Regions from separate parts of the Callithrix jacchus genome. Here region 1 is linked to region 2. A link is a contact called in public Hi-C data. All regions are on one chromosome and are shown on one strand. Each heading gives the region's core, a stretch centred on a gene start, on an enhancer-like site or on the middle of the called end of the contact. The rest is flanking DNA. Distances are from core to core; before and after follow the strand shown. Region 1 has its middle 13 kb from the start of LSMEM1. Region 2 overlaps DOCK4 (dedicator of cytokinesis 4).

Region 1 (3,726 bases), core at 476-2,975, 740 kb before region 2:
CAGGTGTCCCTCCTCTCCTATGAGTGAACACCACTTTGCTCGAATTGCAAATCAGAGGCAATGCAGGCAGCCTGGAAACTCTTTCTAGCTTGATTCAATTAAACAAATTCACGTTATTGAGCAATATACTAATACGCTGGGGATGCCCAGACGAGAGTCAAACAAAGGGTACAACACAAATGCACAATCACAAGGCAAAATCTAAGAGGGTCAAATGAAGTTCTAGGCTCAAAAGAAGAGTGAGTTGTATCGAGTTGGTGGGAAAATAATTTTAAAAGATTTCTTTTGTGACTCTACCAAGTAATATGGAAAGAACCTGGGTTTTCTAACATCTCTACCAAAGGTTTTTTTTAAAATGTTCCAGATTCAATGTCAAAGGCTGCTTCATGTCTTTTTCATCAGTGTTTTTCCAAGTCTATAAAAAAAACTGTTTTTGAGCCTCTACATAAGTTTACAGTAATTCAGAAGTTGACCCTGACTTATGAATATTAAAGAAATTTGCTAGGTTTGGGAAGGGGACACAGAGCAGAATTCTAATTTAGTCTGATTCTGGCAATGTTGAAAATCATTTTTTGGAATGACAAATTAGACATTTTTAGCATTGGAGAAGCCATAATTGAATTATTAACTGGTTTTCAATTGTTGGTCTGCTCCATTTCTTCATTAAACAATAAATGCTCTGTGGCAGCGGCACTACGCATTCAGCAAGAATGTTCCTAATGAAATAAGCTTGTTACAACTCATTTCTTTGGGGAGCCATGCATGAAAAACAAATCAAGTTTCAAAATTTAAAAGGGAACAGATGAGGCCAAGAAATGAAGAAGAATTAAGATCACGACTCTCTAAATTCAGGTCTGCATTTGTCACAGATCATTCTTTCTTTATCTATTTGGAAAGACATGAACTATCTTATGCCTGCCTCCATCTGAGAAAACTTCAAACACTGCCACCTTGCAGGTGGGCTCTATATTTCATGCCATGTCGGCTTTCTCTGTTCTTATCTGCCTTCACATCCTACTCCCCACATTGCTGGCCAAAAAGAAAATGTCTACAGAAGAATTCCCAGCTATGTTATTGGCAATACCAATCTTGAAGGGGAAAAAAGGGTAAAAGAAGAAATTAAACAGAGGTAAATGTTTCCTTGAATTTCTTTCTGACCAATTATGTGACATTTTTTGATTTTCCTTAAGTGGTGAGGGAAATTCAAGGATAACACAAGTTTTCTCCAAATTGACTCTTTTGCAAAGACAGAAAACTCAGCTAAATTTGAAACACATTTTATTCTTCTCCGTTTTAGGAGTTGCGCTGTGCTACATAACAGCCTATCTCTGCTCACTTGAACACTTGGTTTTGCTCCTCAGCTCCTGAGGAATAAATCAATCACCTGTCTCAGTTCATGGTGCATGACTGTCATTGATTTCGACTGACTATTGAATATTTTAATAATGGTTGATTACATTTTTATCCCACTAAATCTGAAGAGTAGTTTCTAAGTCATGAATACAGTTAGATCAAATAAAGAACATCTGACCGTCTTCTCCTATCACAGGAATGTCCATCTTCTCCTATCACAGGTCTAGAAAATGTCCTCAGAAGAAGACTCCAGACAGAAACTCCCACTCAGAATGACAGGACTGATGTAATTGATGTGTGTAGGATCAAGTGGGGGTGAGTATAATGTGTAGCCACTCCCTTAGGCAAAGCCCCGAGCAGCACTGCTTTTCTCAACAAGATCTTCTCAGGCTCTCTTGAGGCAGTACGTGGAGCAAGCCCCTTGTCTGGGCTCTCCTCAGGTTTCTCACCCTTCAGGGTTCCCAGGTGCTTGCTCATACCTGGTATCAAAATAGCCCTCAATAGCTCCATAAACTGGATCCTAAGCTCCATGCAGTTGAGGAGGTCAAGACATGTGGGACCAGAGGTACAGGAATGGGATGGAAATAAAGAGAAAATAAAAATGGGTGAGGGAGGAAGTGACACAGGTATGTACTTCTGAACACATTTGGGGGTTCTTGGACAAGAGATTACTAATGATGCCTAAACATTCAAAATAATATCTACAGAATGGCCTCACTCTTTAATATACAATTTAAGTTCATTTAATTTTTTAGTGACTTATAAACAACACAGAGACTGAAGGGCTTTTTGTCAATTCCCCTATTCTCACCAGCAGCAACACCCTCCCATGATACAGAAGAAAATGCTGAAAGTCAGGGGAATTAAGCAGCATGATCAAAGCCACACTGTTATTCGTGCATAGAACCAGAATCAGAATCCAAGTTTACTCCAAATCCGTTATTTGTCCAGCCACCCAACTGAGCACCAGAATCATCACAGCAGCATTTCATAACAGGAATTTCTAGTCCCACCCCACGCCTGCTAAGTCAGAATAGCCGAGGCCACAGTCCAAGAATCAGGGTTTTTCTAGCCTCTTAAGGGATGCTAGGATGGGCACACTGAGGAATCGCTATTTCTTATTCATGATTACAGATCATTGCTGATTGCCTGTACATGGCTTATTTGCATGACCAGATCATAAGCCTCTTTGAAGGGACCATGCCTTCGGCGCCTCTGAGACCCTTCACAGTGTCCAGCACAGGGCAGCACACAATGGTCCCAACTGCTGAGCAAAGTGTATATGCCTAGTACCTATTTATTAAATGGAATTTTGTTCTGCGTTTTTTTCTCACTGCTTTTTAAAAAAATCATTTTCATCCTCATAAAAAGTAGAATTATATTTCAGTAATGTTTTACCTATGTAAACAAACATGTACTGAGAAGTATTCATCTTCACCAGATAAGTGGCAGCACAGATTCTAATAAGACCATTTTTATTTTTCCTTAAAAAAAATATACTTCCTGGCTCTGTGGAACAATAGTTCAGAGTTCTAGGGCTCTCTCTCCTTTTCACAGCTTCTTCGGGGCAAACTCATTCACAGAGGTGATAGATTACCAGTCTTTTCTGATGATCGATCTCTTTTGCTTATCCTTCTCTCCTGAATATAAATAGGGTCATTATGTTAAGCTGGAATAAAATTATTTTTATGCCCTGACTCAAGGAGAACTTGTTTCCATTACAGTTTTCTTTCTAAGCAATAAAAATTGGTTATAACATGATGGTTTGCAAAATATATTCCAAGATACCTCAGTTAGTCCAAATGGCATGCACACTGAGATTCTTCCCTTTTCCCCAGGCTATTGTTACCAAGAACAAATCAGTTGTTTTGTGTTATTTTCATATCTCCTTGTTGCTTTGTTCTTGGTTTGGAGATTGGTGCTCATTGACAGAGTCCTGGCCAGATGACCCTGGTCTATTCCTGAGTGATAAGTACCCTGTACCCTTAAGTTGCAGCTCAGTGGCCTTACTAGAAGCCAGGCCCTCCTAGTTCGAGGTAGCCCCAAACCCCAACAGCCTCCAGGTATCACAGCAGTGCATGTTATGCAAGGCTGGTTCCAGGCCCGCCTAGAGGTGGTTACCAAGACAGAACAATTTGTGGGACTACAGGAAAGTTCTTCCAGGGTCCTCATGGCAGAATACTAAGTACATGGCATTGGACCTGGAGTCAGAAGACTCCTCTCATAATGGTCTATGAGATCCTCTATGTGATCCTCTCATAATGGCTGGCAATATCAGGAAGGGCATGCAGATAAAGTCTGTTACTAGAACAATCATCTCTCTCTCAGACTCTTGTGAACACCACCAAAGTCCAAAGAATGGTGCAAAACTGT
Region 2 (4,148 bases), core at 1,309-3,808:
CTTAGCTGTGACATCCTGAACAGCCCTTAATAATTGCTGTATAATTCATACTCTCATTGTCTAAACACAGGCAACTGAGCTGAAATTACATAGGTGTTAGAGACTAAGGCAGTTCACCCCAGCGCTCTTTTTTGACCCCCTCTGCCTTTTCCTGAAACTGATGATCTTAAAAAAACACCTAAAACTTCCACTGACAATTATGAATGCCATTTCAAAGCAGAATCCAAAATGCAAGACATGCAAGAAAGTACACAGGAAAAATATTTTGCTCTTTTTTTAAATGAGGAGGTAAATATAGAAGTTAATATGATACCCCTTTAGTGTAATTTTTTAAAAATATAAACTATAACTAAACACCCTGCATATCAACACAAGATTTGGGAGAGCAGTTATCACAGATATGGGAAGGCTAGGGACACAGAAAATCACACAGGTATATGTAAGTCATTGTCAGTGTTTGGGTTTTTGTCTCTGGTCGTGGTTGCATAGGTATTTACATGTTATTATAAGCAAATAATAAATTAAATGGGTCATGCACAGACTGAAAGATGTCTCATGAACAAGAATTAGGATCATGCTAATTCTTAGTACCTAAAGCCCAAATGATTTTGATCTTCCCCACATAAAAAAAAAAAAAAAAAAAATCAGTGATATCCAAATCCACAGGTCTTGGAAATTTCGAGCTGGTACTTCACCTACCTAGAACTAGTTCAAGATCCATAGTTTGAGACGGGATTTGCCAGAACTGAGTTCTTGGCATCTTCTTGGTAATTTTTTAAATGACTTCAACTGAAATGGAAAGATTGTTACCCATCTTCTTCTCTCTGCCGTAGCTCAGCCTGAGCCAGACTTCCTTGGAGTTTGCCAAGTCAGGTTCTCTCCTTGACTCTTGAATCCTAGATTTGCAGATATATGCGGTGACTCCCATTCCGGAGAGCCAGGAGGTCCTGCAGAGAGAGGGTGTTCCGGACAACATCAAAAGTTTCTATAAAGTGAATCACATCTGGAAATTCCGCTATGACAGACCTTTTCACAAAGGCACAAAAGATAAAGAGAATGAATTCAAGGTACCATGCCACTCTTATAACATGCCAACTCCTCAGATAGACTGCGAACCTCTTGGGGCGTGACCCTTGGTAAATATTTACCCAGACTAGTGTCAAGTAACAGAAGGGACTATATGAATCATTAAGTCTACTGGTTCTGCAACTCCACTGTGTATCAGTGACATGGAGTGCTCCCTAACCAGGCAGATTTCTGGTGCCCAGCTCAGGAATTCTGACTCAGTAGGTCTGGGAGGAGGTCCTAAAATAAAATTCTAATGCTGGTGGTTCTCAGAGCAGTATTTGAGAACTTATGGTTGAAGTCAGTCATTCATTATGTCCAACTAGTTGTGGGAACCTTAAGATGTTTATTTTCGCATAAAGTTCAACGAATAAAGAATACTTAATGAACAGAGAAAAAGAGTTCCTGAAGAGAGAACAGTTGGGTAGACTGCTGGTACAGTGGGTAAGTTATGTGCCATATTTTGCTGCTTGTTCTTGTTAGAACAGTGTGTAATTCAGACTTCTCAGGACTCTGGGTAAAGGCAAATCTTGGGTTCTTTGTGTGTGTTGAGTTCTCTGTTCTCAGTAGTTGCAAAACGCCATCCTACTTCAGTACCCTCTCAGCCAGAAAGGGACAAGGTTTCTCATAGCCCCACTGCAGAAAAGGGGCAAGACTGTTCAGCAGATAAAATAGAGGCTGCTCCTTTCTTTGCAAACAATGACATACTGAGACCCTCCAGTTAGTATTTCACACCAGAACAAAGAAGGCAACATTAGCTTATTTTTGTGAGTGAATTAATTGGCTTAGCATTTTTCATCACAGATGTTCTCCACTTAAGCTAGGAAATGTGCTCCTAACACAATTGTCTCATATTTGCTCACTTGGTCGGCTTTGCCTGTGTCAGTTTCCAGTACTCCCAGAAGTATTTCCAGGAATTATTATTCACCACCAAGAGGAGATCAGAAGGGGAAGCTTTTCAGAGTTAAGACGGGATTGAATGTAGAGCAGTCCCTTGTGCGCGGAGATTGGATGGCTAAACGTCAAGGCAAGGGGGCCACTGGAAGACAGCAATGGCATAGCATTAAAAAGATGCGTGATCATTTTCTTGTTTTTTTTCTGGAAACTTACATTTTTCTTTTTGCCTTGCAAAATCAGTTAAGGATATAGCTAGTTTATGACTCAGTTCTCCTTGCAGTTGCTTTTAGTGAAAACATAGTCAAAAATCCACTGAAATCAGGCAACTGATTTGTCGAAAGTTACCTTCTAATTACCAGTAGCTTCAATCCTAAAACACATTTTCCAACTCCTTTTTTTTTTTTCACCACACCACATTTCCCTGTGGCTGTCACTTTAAATGGGTATCCGTGGTGCAGCAATCCCCCTAAAAATACAATAATAATAAACCTGACCCCAGATTTATAGCCCTCAGAATCTGGCTCCAAAGTGCCCCTCCAGAAGCCTCGTCTCCGCCACAACCCACTCACCCCTCCTCCCTCTCAGCCTCCTCTCTTCCTCTCCTGCCACGCCCTTTTGCAAGCCGCTTCTCCTGCCAGGGCTGCCACCCCCTCTCTCCTCCTGGCAAACTCCTACTCACTCCTCAGAATGCAGCTCACGTGTCGCCCCCTCTGAGAACTGCTGTCCTCCTCCCCCAGGCTGGCGTGTGTGCCTGCATCCTCCTCTGTTGGCCCCCAGAGCTTTGAACATCCCTTTCTCTTCACTCTGAGCTCTTATTCATCTGCTTACCTCCCTGTCACCACCAGAACACTGCGAGCTCTTGTCACAGGATCCCTACCCTATTCATCTCAGCACAGCTTGGCTGGCCCAGAGAAACTCTTCCTTTTTTGTTGCGGTTTGAGTAACTGGCACTATTTCAGAAATTTTGTAAATTGTATTATCCTCTTGGGAATATGCTTGGTTTAAATAAGAATGATGAGGCGTAGATACTAAAACCTGGTTGACAAAAAAGAAGCCTGTCATCAACAGCAGCTTGTACCAAAGGCGGCGTGGTTTCACATGTCCTGGGGTTGCTCACCCTGGCTTTAGTACAGATTTGCCTCTATTAACAGCAGTCCAAAGAATCCCAAGAAAATGTGGCACAGTAGATTTAGCAAGAGTGGAAGAGTCAGAGATCCTAGTGGCTGGGTTCTAGTGGTGGCTCTATTGGTAGTTAGAATGTAGCTTTTGAGCAAGTCACATTGCTGCCTTGGGACCTGGTGTCTTCATGTTTAAGACAGATCCTGCCATCTGGTTCCTAAAGTCTTTTCTTCCCTTAGGACGCTGTTCTTCTCATCTTACATTAACTGGCTTATACACTGTCTGACTGGCCCTTCTAGATATAAATGGCTAGATGTTAAGGAGTGAAGAGAGTTTACATTCGAATTTTGGAGAAATAGTGAAGAAAATAACATAATAGCGTATTCTTGTATTTTTAAGCTTGCTGTTTGAAGTAGGAGCCCATTTAGTTCACTTGGAAATAAAGTTTGATGATATACAGTGGAATTATTAAAATAAGCTTCAGCAATATCTCACTGTGTAGTTTCGTGAGTGCTTGAATGAAGACTAAAAGGCTGACAGGAATAAGCAGGACCTAATTTGTTTTGTGTTTTGTAGAGTCTCTGGGTGGAGAGAACGTCATTATACTTGGTGCAGAGTTTACCTGGCATTTCTCGCTGGTTTGAAGTGGAAAAGCGTGAAGTGGTAAGGATCAGAGCTTATGCTCAAGTACTTTCTCATCACAGTTGTTCACGTAGAGTTGTGCTATATGTTCATTACTTCTCCTTTGACCCAGATTCCCTGGCAGCACTCATAGTAAAATAGTGCGTGTTGATGGTATTGACCACTATTGCCAAGGCTGAGAAGGTAAACATTAATATTGTCCTAATGCAACCAGATGGAGGGATTCCTTGAAACTACTCGATTTGCTACATGTTAAAAGAAAACCACTCAGGCCCTTGAGTTAGAAGACTTGGAATTCCAGCTCTCCTAATTACTATAGCTGTGTGACCTTCAGTGCTTACTGTGTCAGACCAGTGCTAATAGTAACTGCCTTATCTTATTTAATCATTCTATCAGGGCTGTGAGGTACACATTCTTGTTCCTGT

The links. Hi-C and Micro-C count contacts between places; a contact is called where the count stands out from the background.
Region 1: a contact with region 2 is called in a Hi-C map of skeletal muscle, with 7 times the contacts expected there. The contact joins two enhancer-like sites. A contact is called at or near these places in 3 of 3 Hi-C or Micro-C datasets (induced pluripotent stem cells and skeletal muscle).

The regions. Positions count from the first base shown.
Region 1 is chr11:83,025,975-83,029,700 of calJac240_pri, reverse strand. No RefSeq gene overlaps it. Among named protein-coding and RNA genes, the nearest start is that of LSMEM1, 13 kb to the right of the region's middle. Within about 2 kb of position 1,725, at least 1 of the 16 cell types and tissues checked has an H3K27ac peak or open chromatin away from gene starts, as enhancers often do. A contact at or near this core is called in skeletal muscle, where this site is marked.
Region 2 is chr11:82,286,286-82,290,433 of calJac240_pri, reverse strand. DOCK4 (dedicator of cytokinesis 4) reads left to right here. Exons shown (of 51, transcript XM_078343205.1): 40 at 901-1,067; 41 at 3,658-3,744. Among named protein-coding and RNA genes, the nearest start is that of IMMP2L, 180 kb to the right of the region's middle. Within about 2 kb of position 2,558, at least 5 of the 16 cell types and tissues checked have an H3K27ac peak or open chromatin away from gene starts, as enhancers often do. A contact at or near this core is called in skeletal muscle, where this site is marked.